Linked DNA regions of Mus musculus: region 2 is linked to region 1. Evidence: chromatin contacts called from public HiChIP or PLAC-seq data. All regions are on one chromosome and are shown on one strand. The core of a region is the stretch at or near the end of the contact, and the rest is flanking DNA. Distances in the headings are between cores, read along the strand shown.

Region 1 (4,889 bases), core at 1,385-3,884:
CAGACCCAGACAGGGACAGACGGCCACTTTGTGATGCAGATGAGGGCCCCAGCACAGAGGACAAAGCTCCAGCCTAGGGGGAAAGGGGCGGGGCCCTTCCCTGCAGACAAAAGCAAGAAGGGAGGGGCCCTGAAAATGACACTCCCCCTCCCCCATCCCCTACAAGCACTGAGAAGGAAAAGTAACCGAGCTCAAGGCCCAGGCTCAGGATTCCTCCCCAGCGACTCAGGGGCTCACACATCTTCTAAAGAAGCCAGCCGACTACTCAGAGGGCGTGTACCCTCGGTCAATCAGGTGGTGGGCAAGCAAGGACTGAGGCCGATCTCTCGAAAAATATCTGTCCACAAACATTAACCACCCACATGCATAGACACAAATTACAGAATAGGCACATGAGTTTAACCATATGCTCACACTTGAATGATCTGAGTCAATTAATAAACATGCTCTCTGTGTCAGGCCCTCCAGACGCCAAGCAACTGCTGCACTGTCACACAGATAAGTCGGACAGCACCTCTACCCTCAAGGCACTCTCAGGCCAGGCCATGCCCGAACACACCAGTTCACTGAAGGCACATCTGGACGTGAGCAACAGTGTTTTGAGTCTTCTCAGAATACTCCAGCACCTTCCAAAAGAACAGCAGTCCAGCCCCAGAAGGAAACAGCTATGGGGTCCCTCCATCAGAGTTCCCAGCCTGAATTTTAATTCCGTCTTTTGATGACGCCACTAGCATTTTCCCAATGATCCAGCTGACTCCAGTTCTCCAGCCCTTCACCTGGCAGCTTCCTTCTGTCCTGTAACAAACAAGCCCCCTTTCTTCATCACCCCAGAACCCATCAGACACTCGTCAGGATAAAACCATTAGCAATTCAGGACATAAGCTTTCGTCAGTCTGTCTGGACGTGGGTCCTACTCTATAGTCCCCGGGTTTGTTGGTAGTAGTTTCCAACCTAGAAAATAAGGATTTACACTCTACCTAACAAGGCTATCTGTGTTTGGGAAAATACAATCAGTACACATTACAGATCAGTTCCTCCTTGTGTGTGTGTGTGTGTGTATCCTCTAAATAGGAAAAGTAAGTTAGAGCTATTATCAGGTCAATGCTGCCCCACCCCCAACATCTTGCTTCTTTTTTCTTCTCTCTCTCCCTCTTCTCTCCCCTCTTTGGTTTTCTTTTTGTTGTTGTTGTTTTTGTTTGTTTGTTTGTTTGTTTTTTGGAGACACTGTCCTGGGACTCGCTCTGTAGACAAGGCTGACCTTGAATTCATTCATCTGCCTGCCTCTGCCTCCCCAGCGCTGGGATTAAAGGCGTGCGCCACCAGTGTGTCTGCCTAACAACTTGTTTCTATCAGGCAGACAAGCTTGGCAGCTTTGAGTCTAATGACATGCTCCTGACGTGGGAAAAGATCCACTAGGAAACAGGAGGCACAGGTATATAGAGAGATTATATTGTGATATAGAGTCAATTCATGGAAAAGGAGGGCACTATCTTCAGATTAAAAGCTCCCATCTCTTCTCAGGAGTGGTCTAGAAACTTGAAAAACATGTGGGCCTAGTTTCTCAGTGACCAACACTTTCCTAAGGCCTATCTTCTGAGAGAAGTAGCTCATAAAGCAAGGCTTTGGTCCCCGTCCATCCTCATGCAGCAGAAAATGCACTCTGGCAGTTGACCTCGACCCTTTCTTTGACAAACTGCTACTCCGGGGTTTAAGGACCAAGTGTCAGAGACCGCCCCCCACCCTTCCCCCAAGACAGAAGGCAATTCCCATTTGTACTACGCAAACAGAATCTGCGAGACTGCACACTCCTCCTAAACCCAGGGGCACAGGAGGGATACTCCAACAGCCACGCCCCCACCACATAGGGCAGCCCTTCAGGCTGGTACCTCCGCGCATGCTCCCGCGCCACCACTCAAGTCCCCAATCTAAGGGGGGAAATCCCTGGTCTAAATCCCCACCCACCGCCCCCTGACCCTCACCCCCGCTTCAGGCCCAGCTGGGCGGAGCTCAGAGGCCAGCCCCGGCGCCTACTCCCCAGAGACATTAGCTTAGCCCAGCCCAGCACGGCCGAGCCCCCGCCCCCCGACAGGCGGTAGTTCCAGGCCCATCTGTGTCGCCCCCCTCCTCTCCAGGACACCTGGAGCCCGCCCCCCTGCCACCTGCCGGGCCTCCCCATAGGCCTCCCCAGACCTCACGGAAGGACACCGTGCATTCAGGCCCTTCTCCCAGGTTACTTCTCACCCTCGGGACAGTATACTGCTTCCTAGGACAAACAGCCCGGGTCTCAGATCTTCACATGGTTCTCAGCCGGAACTGCATACAACCCCCTTCAAAATGGGCCCCCCATCCCCTGAGAGCCCCTCTCCTCACTCTGCAACCATGCTCTATGCCGCGAGAGCCTATAGGGCTTTGGAATACACACTGCTCCCAGTCCCCGAGGGCCCTTACCTGCTCCCGAGGGTCCCGCTTCCATCCCATATACCCGTGCGGAGGACAGGCGGCCGGGAGACTGAGGAGTCCAGCGTGAGGGGCCTAGGTACCTCGCACTTGCACTGCTCGGGCTCCCGGGCCGGGCTCGGCTCCCCCCCGAAGCCCGGCCGCTCGCGCTGTCGCCCCCGCAGCCTCCGTTGCCGCCGCCGCGGAGCCTGCAGCAGCTCCCCCTGCTAGCGCCCGAGTAGCTGCCAGTGCGCAGGCGCGACCGATGGGCCCATGGGGCGGACGGGAACGAGTCAAGCGGGGCGCTCGACGGCAACAAAGGCCAATGGAGAGGGGCGGGGGCGCGGGGACCGTGCAGCGGCCTCTGGCGGCCACTCGTAGCCGTGCAGCCTGGCGGGAGGGCTCCAGTGGCGGAGCCGCGCAGTGGCGTAAGAGGGGAGGGGCTGGGCGACACCCCTTCCCCGGCTGCAGCCTGGGGCCCTGTCTTTTCCCTAAACAGATCTCTGGAAACCTATCCACAGCCCCGCTATCAACACAGAGCCTGGCTCCCACCCATTCCCCGACCCTCTCCCCCTCCAACACCCAATCACTCAAAGGCCCTGCCTCCCACCTCTCCCAATCACCCTCACCCTTAAGTCTTGACTGCCTCTGCTAAGTCAGTCTTTCTGTGTCCCTAGTCGCTGATCTCATTAATGCCACCCACCCTTCCAGGCTGCGTGCCTGGCGCTGAGACCACAAATGTGTTAGAAACCTTGCCTATTCTGGCCGGTGTAACAGTTTTGACACTGACAGAGCTCTCTATCTGCAGGAAGCACCTGCCTCCACTTTTTCGTCTGCAGAACGTTTGCTCCTACCAAATCTCTTAATGACGTTTTGTGTCAAACCCCAAAGGCTAATTTCCTATTATTTCCCTGCAGCATCTGAAACTATATCTCTTCTTAAAAATTAAAAAAAAAAAAGACTTTCCTTGGCTTTCACATTTTCTTAAGTCTCCTAATGTCTGTCCTGAAGAGCTTTCTTCAGTGGCTCCTCTTGTTTTGTTCACTGTAGTGACCTGAATTTTATATTCTACTCTCCCCTTGCCTCTTCACAGCTTCATCCACTTTTAATGCCCAAATATCTATACGTTACCATGTTGCAGCTTCATATTTCCTACTGTCTGCTGGACAGCTCCAGCTGGATCTAACAATTCAAACTTAAGTCCAAACCTAACCCTTTCTTTTTCCCCTACAAAATACATATATTTGTCCTGTCTCAGTGAACTGCATCTCCATGCCAAAAATATCAGCTCCTGTCTCCCTTGTCTATTTGCTATATTCAACTGTGTCTTGACATGCTTACCTTATGAAGTGCTCTCAAAGCATTCCCTGTCATTCTCATAGTCTCTAGTGTGGGTACCCTTTTCTTACCTTGCCAGAAGCACCACAGCTAATTCCTTGATCGTCTCACATAACCTTCTCATTTGGTCTGCTGCACTGATGGGGTAATTACAGAGAGACCCAGCTCAAACGTAACTTACACACACACACACACACACACACACACACAAACGCACGCACACACACACACACACACACATTTTTTTGAGACAGGGTCTCACTATGTGCTCTTGGCTGGCCTGAGACTTGTTATATAGATCAGGTTAGCCTTCAAATCACAGTATTCAGTTTCTTCTGCCTCCCAGGTGCTGGAATGAAAGCTGGCCACCACCACTCCCAGCTTCTATGTATTTTCAATGTTCACCTTACATCAGATGCTATACAAAGGAGAAGGAGTTTAGGAGATGGATGATGTTCACACCTTACTAGTGAGATGAACTTAAAGACATTCATTTTAGTATGCCTAGCTTCCTTTCAGCTTGTGAGTTGCCTTCGGAGTGAGTCATAGGCCTTATGCTGAGTAAAAGGATGTATGTCTCAGGTGGGTGGGGTAGCGCAGGCCTTTATCCCAGCACTGATAAGGCAGAGGCAGGCAGAACTCTGTGAGTTCAAGGCCAGTCTGGTCTACTTAGTGTGAGTTCTGGGACATCCAAGACTACAGAGTGAGACCCTATCTCAAACAAACAAACAAACAAACAAACAAGCAAACAAACCTCTCTCTCTCTCTCTCTCTCTCTCTCTCTCTCTCTCTCTCTGTGTGTGTGTGTGTGTGTGTGTGTGTGTGTGTGTGTGTGTAATAACTTTTCAGATGATGCAGATATGGCTAAGCTGGGGGCCACACTAAGGACTAGTGCTCTCCAGGGACTAAGAAGAAAGCTCTAGAGCTGGCTTGTCTTGGCTTCAATCCTTAGCCTGCCACTCACTAATTATGCAACATTAGACAAACCATTTTGCTTTTCTGTTTCTCACTTTCCTCTTGTGTAAAATGGTGGTGCTGTAGTAGCTACATCATTGGCTGTTTTGAACATTACAAGAATTAATAAAACTTCAGAACAGAGCCCAAAGGGATGGGAC
Region 2 (4,889 bases), core at 1,731-4,230, 230 kb before region 1:
CTTTGGCTTTGTTTGCAGGCTGCTTAGTGGGGTGTGAACTAACCTTCAGCTTCACGATGTGAATTTCCATCACAGAAGCGGGGCTTCTCTCATGGTGCTATCATGTGGCAAATAACCACACAAGAGCAATTTAAAGTTTGCCTCACTTTCTAGCTGTTTCTAGCTGCAGGTGGTCCATGAGGTGAGGGTCACACTGTGGGCCAGGCCTAAGGCCATCTGAAGGCTGGACCGAGTCTCATAACTGCTGGCAGAGGCTTCAGTGTCTGGGTAGACAGGTCTCTTAAAAGCACTCTGATTTTTACCCAGCCTGAGTGACTCAAGATCAGGAAGGCAACCAAGACAGAGGCCTTGGCTTAGTGAAACACCATTCTTTCTGCTGTAGTCTATTGGCTACTCCGGCCAACCTAGTTACAGCTCGGGAGGAGACTGCAAGAGTGTGACGACAGGGGATGCCGGAGGGTCACATCAAACCTATCTGTCACATGGGGTTCCTTTACAAAACTCTCGGGAGACTTCTCTTCACACCTGCTGGCTGGAACTGTCACATGCACACATGCAAGCCTATCCATGACCCACAGGGCCATCATTTTTGGGTCACCGAAGTCATAATTCACTGGCCAGAGGTGGGCTAGGTGCCACCTTTGCTAAGGTGAGTTGGTACTGGGAAAGAACTTGGGTACCTGGAGAGGTCAGGGTTGTAGTGAACAGGAATAAGGGGCAGAGGGATGCTGAGCAGAAAGCCCAGCTTCTGTGATGCTCGCTGTCTGGGTAGAAACTCCACACGCACAGAGGCTGTGCCTTTCCCTAGTTCTGTACTTCTAGGTTACGCACAGCAATTAATATCTGTTGAGGAAATAAAGGAAGGAATTCATAACCAAACTAAAAAAACCATAGCACAGGGAGGCCAGGACTGCTACACCAATCAGGGTGTAGCAGCCTCCAGCCCCAGGCTCCTGAAGGTCTCAGAGCTCAGGTCACCTACTTGTACCTCTCTTCCCCCTCCCCCTCCCCCAGATCCAAGGACACGTAGGTTTGGCAGAATTTTTCTCCCTTTATTTCCGGAGAAGTTTGATCAGATGTAATAACACTGATTCCAGGCGAGGACAGGGGGCATCACCCCTGAAGCAACCAGTATTGTGTGGCCCGAGGTGCCCCTCCATTCCCAGACCTGGGTTCCCCCTCGGTTACAGTTAAATAGAGGAAGATCTGCCCAGGGAGACTTGGGAGGGGGGTTCTGCCTCCTGTACCCTACCCGCCTCTTCCACATAGCACAAGCTATTTACAGTATTCACATCCACTGTACCCCAGCAAACCAAGGCAAATACTACAAGTGGTCCTTCCCCAGGGGGAAGACCAGAGAGGCTATGAGTGTGTGTGTGTGTTGTGTATGGGGAAGATGGGTGTCCGAGCGTGTAAGCACACGGATGTACTGAGGGGCAGTCCTGCTTTCAGCCAAAGACATCACCAGTCTGTAAGGTGCGGATTAAAAACAAAGAGGAACTCTGCCCCCAGGGGTCCACCAGGCCACTTCCATCTTTGTTCTGTCTCTTTCTCTTCCAGACACCCACGAGCTGATATGGAGGAACCTTCACAGCTGCACCTCGGTCCAAGGCAATTTGCTTAAAGAACTTCTAAGGGAAGGGAGAGGGATAAAGGTTAGGCCCGGGGAGCCCCAGGCAGGGATGGGTGGGATGCAGCTGGGTGCCAGAACCAGGGTCCCTAGAGTCCCCACCTGTGACCTGTGGAGGCTGCACCACTGCTTTCTTGAGGAAGGCTTCTGCCTCTGCAAATGGGAGGAGCCCCTCTGCTGTGCGACCCAGACTCTTGTCCCCAGCGGTTCCCTTTGGGGAGAAGCCGTTCTCCTGGTGCGCTGGGAGAGGCTGCAGGCCATTTACCAGGGACCCTGGCATCTCCTTGCTTGGCAGGCTGTGGATGTAGGGGTTCAGGGTTAACACCTCACCTCCCTGGGAAGCCCAGAGGAGTCCACAGCTCTAGCCTGCAGCTGCTGGCCTGGGAGTCCCTGGGATTGGGAGCTGGTACCTCCACTGTGGCTCCTGGGGGGCCAGCTCCTCTTTCTGCATAGAATCCTTCTGTAGCCCAGAGGGCCGAGTCTCTACAGCTTTCACAGGGTCTATGGCGGCAAAGAAATGGCCATCAGTTAGGGGATGTTGAAGGGTGGAACTGGAGCACAGGGGTGACCAGGGCAAAGAAAATGCGTGGTGGCTTTACCTGGGCCGGAATTGTTAGCTGCGGTCTCCTTTGCATCCTGCTTCTGGTTTGAAAAGGAAGAGCTATCAGGTGCCAGGGCTATGTGGTCCCGTTGACCTCGGAACTGAATTCCCTTTTGGCCCAGACACAGAAGAGCCTCCCTCACTGTATCCTTCCTCGGCTCTGGAGGCTTCTCTGCAGCCTCCTTTCCTCACCCCAACTCCCGCTCCCCAACCTGAGAATCCTGACCTTGGTTTCGGCGGCTTCTGATTTCCGAGTCCTCTTCATTATCTCCTCCAGCCGCTGTTGGAGGAGGCCCCACATCAGTTAGGCTCAAACCCAGACCTAGTCCTCAACTTCCCACCTGCTGGCCCTATTCTAGAGCTCAGTTCCCTCCCAACCCACACCCGTCCTTCCTTATCCGATCTTCTACAAATCCAAGCCTGGGCCCCACTGGTTCACAGGTACAATTAATTTCCAAGAACTGGAGCTGGAGCCAGGCCCCGCCCCGGCAAGGCCCCGCCCCCAGGTCCCATCTGCCCTGGACACCTTTCTTCGCTCTTGTCTCTCCTGTTCCTCCTTCTGAAAGTGCTTTTCCCGCTCCTGGCGCTGGCGCTCAGCTTCTTCCCGGGACCGGGCTTCGGCTTCCTCTTTCTGCCAAAGGCCTCCATAAGTTTCGGATTCTCTGTTTCAGCCTTCCCTCCCAGGCAAGCCCACCGATTGCCAGCCAAGATCTGCCCGCCCGCCTGGGCACCTGCTTCTGCAGTCGCTCCTGCTCCTCCTGCTCAGCCTGCGCCTTCTCTCGAGCCTCCTGCTCCTCCCGTCTCCGCGCCTCGGCCTCACGTTCAGCCCGGGCTTCAGCCTCCCGGGCCAGCTGCTCCTCTCGCATTCGCCTGGAGGACCCAGGAAACTCAAGTTTGGTCTGCGCCTCTTCTTCAGGCACTCTAGGGACCCTCACAGTCCCCGAGGTCACACTCACTTGTCCCTTTCAGCCTGCAGCTTCCGCTCCTGTTCTTCGCGTTCCCTCTGTTCCCGAGCCTGGCGCCGCTTTTCAGCCAGGAGCCGCGTGGCTTCCTCTCGGTCTGTGGTGCCCGCCATGGGTTTGCTAGGGGTCACCGAGGGAGCAGCGGTAGGAGGGGCAGTCGGAGCAGCTGGGACAGCCGGGACAGCAGTTTCTAGAGGAAGATCCAAGACCAGGAGTTAGTACACACCAGTACAGGCCCCTCCATCAGCCCTGTGCGCCCCCATGCTTTCAGGACTTCAGCTATGCACGCATTCAATTCAATTGTTGCCATTACGGGTGTCGGAGACCTGGGAGGAGGTCCCTCTTCCTGTCCCTTGTGACCAGTGTCTGTTGGCCCACTTCCCGGACATAGGAAAAGCTGGCACATCTCTGCCCTGCCCACCCTCACTTCCTGTGTACCTGCAGGGATCTGTGTTGAGGATTGCTCCTTCTGAGGCTGGGCTGGGGTGGGCGAGGGCACCGGTGAGGGCGCTGGTGAGGCTGGGGCAGCTGGCTCCTTCTCCTCAGCGGCTCTACTCTTGCGGTGGTTTTTGTCCTCAGGCCCCGACGGGCTGGGGCTCTCTTTTGCCTCCTCCTTCCTCCGAACCCGCCCCTTGGGTGATGCAGTGGTGCCTCGGGGGGATGGTGGTTTTGGAGGAAGGGCATGTCCTGGTCCTGGGCTGGGGCAGGGGGAGGCAGGTCTGTGCCAGGTTGTAGAGGGAGAGGATGGCCGGGCCTTGGACTTAGGGCTAAGAGAGAAGAAAAGGGTTAGAAGCAAGGCAGAGCACCTGGGCAGGCACGCCCCTCCCCCAACATGCCACTTCTTTGGGGAAGTGTTCCCTTAAAAAAATATATATATCGTGTGGAGAGTGTAGTGTGCATGTGTGAGCATGCGTGTGAAAGCAACTTCGTGGAAGTGCTTCTTTCTTTCCATCTTTCCATGGATTCCAGGGATTTAACTCAGGGTACAAGGCGTGCACAGCAAAGGTTTGCTTATTGCGCCCTCTCACCGGCCTCAGCCTCCGCATGCTGCCTTCCACATGCAGGCTGGGTTGTATCCCACCTCATCACTCAGTGTTACCACTTCCTCTTGGTGCGTCTATCTCGGCTTGCAATTACAAGTTCACTCCTGAGAGATTTTGATTAACACCTGCCTTCCCCACACACAGCATGTACACTTGGTAGAGCAAACACTAGGCATGGTTTAGCCTACCAGAGTATTTTCAGCACCTAGAGCACCCGGTCAGCTGCTTACTTAGATTCTTGAGTTTTAGGGAAAGTGGGGGTGGGGGTGGGGGGTGGGAGGGGTGGAGGAAGAGGGAGAGAAGAAAAAAGAAAAAGTGAAAGCTAGGGTTTGTGGCTAGCCCAGGCTACACAATTAGTTCAAGGGCATCCAGGGCTACAAAGGAGATCCTGCCTCCTAAAAGCAAAACAAACAACAAAACAAGAGGCTCTGTTGAAATGTTTGTGTAGACATGTTTCTCAGTTGGTAGCATGCTGCCTGAGCCGGCACACAGTCCCCTAATGCCAGGACTTGGGGGGAGGAAGAGACAGAAGGATCGTAAACCGAGCTCATCACTGGCTATCGAGCTAATTACAGGCCAGTCTAGGATGTTAAGATACTTCTACTCAACAAAAAAGGGCCAGCGAGATGGCTCAGCAAGCAAAGGCGCTTGCC

The links. HiChIP or PLAC-seq counts read pairs in DNA pulled down with a chosen protein or histone mark.
Region 2: an H3K27ac HiChIP or PLAC-seq map of embryonic stem cells shows a contact between it and region 1, with 2.6 times the contacts expected there. The contact joins the enhancer-like site here to the promoter of Ago1 in region 1. A contact is called at or near these places in 2 of 39 promoter capture datasets (pre-B cells and stem cell-derived epiblast-like cells), 3 of 484 Hi-C or Micro-C datasets (embryonic stem cells, erythroblasts and palatal mesenchyme), 2 of 115 datasets of contacts at active chromatin or transcription factors (embryonic stem cells and epiblast stem cells) and 3 of 9 other capture datasets (adipose tissue, liver and pancreatic islet).

Annotation. Positions count from the first base shown.
Region 1 is chr4:126,465,949-126,470,837 of GRCm38.p6, forward strand. Ago1 (argonaute RISC catalytic subunit 1) reads right to left here and starts at 2,635. Exons shown (of 19, transcript NM_153403.3): 1 at 2,449-2,635. The coding sequence starts at 2,473.
Region 2 is chr4:126,231,136-126,236,024 of GRCm38.p6, forward strand. Map7d1 (MAP7 domain containing 1) reads right to left here. Exons shown (of 18, transcript NM_001347198.1): 10 at 3,632-3,960; 11 at 3,188-3,383; 12 at 2,963-3,101; 13 at 2,758-2,862; 14 at 2,458-2,511; 15 at 2,230-2,272; 16 at 2,041-2,131; 17 at 1,733-1,926; 18 at 1,032-1,631. The coding sequence ends at 1,621. Among named protein-coding and RNA genes, the nearest start is that of Map7d1, 23 kb to the right of the region's middle. Within about 2 kb of position 2,981, at least 30 of the 459 cell types and tissues checked have an H3K27ac peak or open chromatin away from gene starts, as enhancers often do. A contact at or near this core is called in embryonic stem cells, where this site is marked.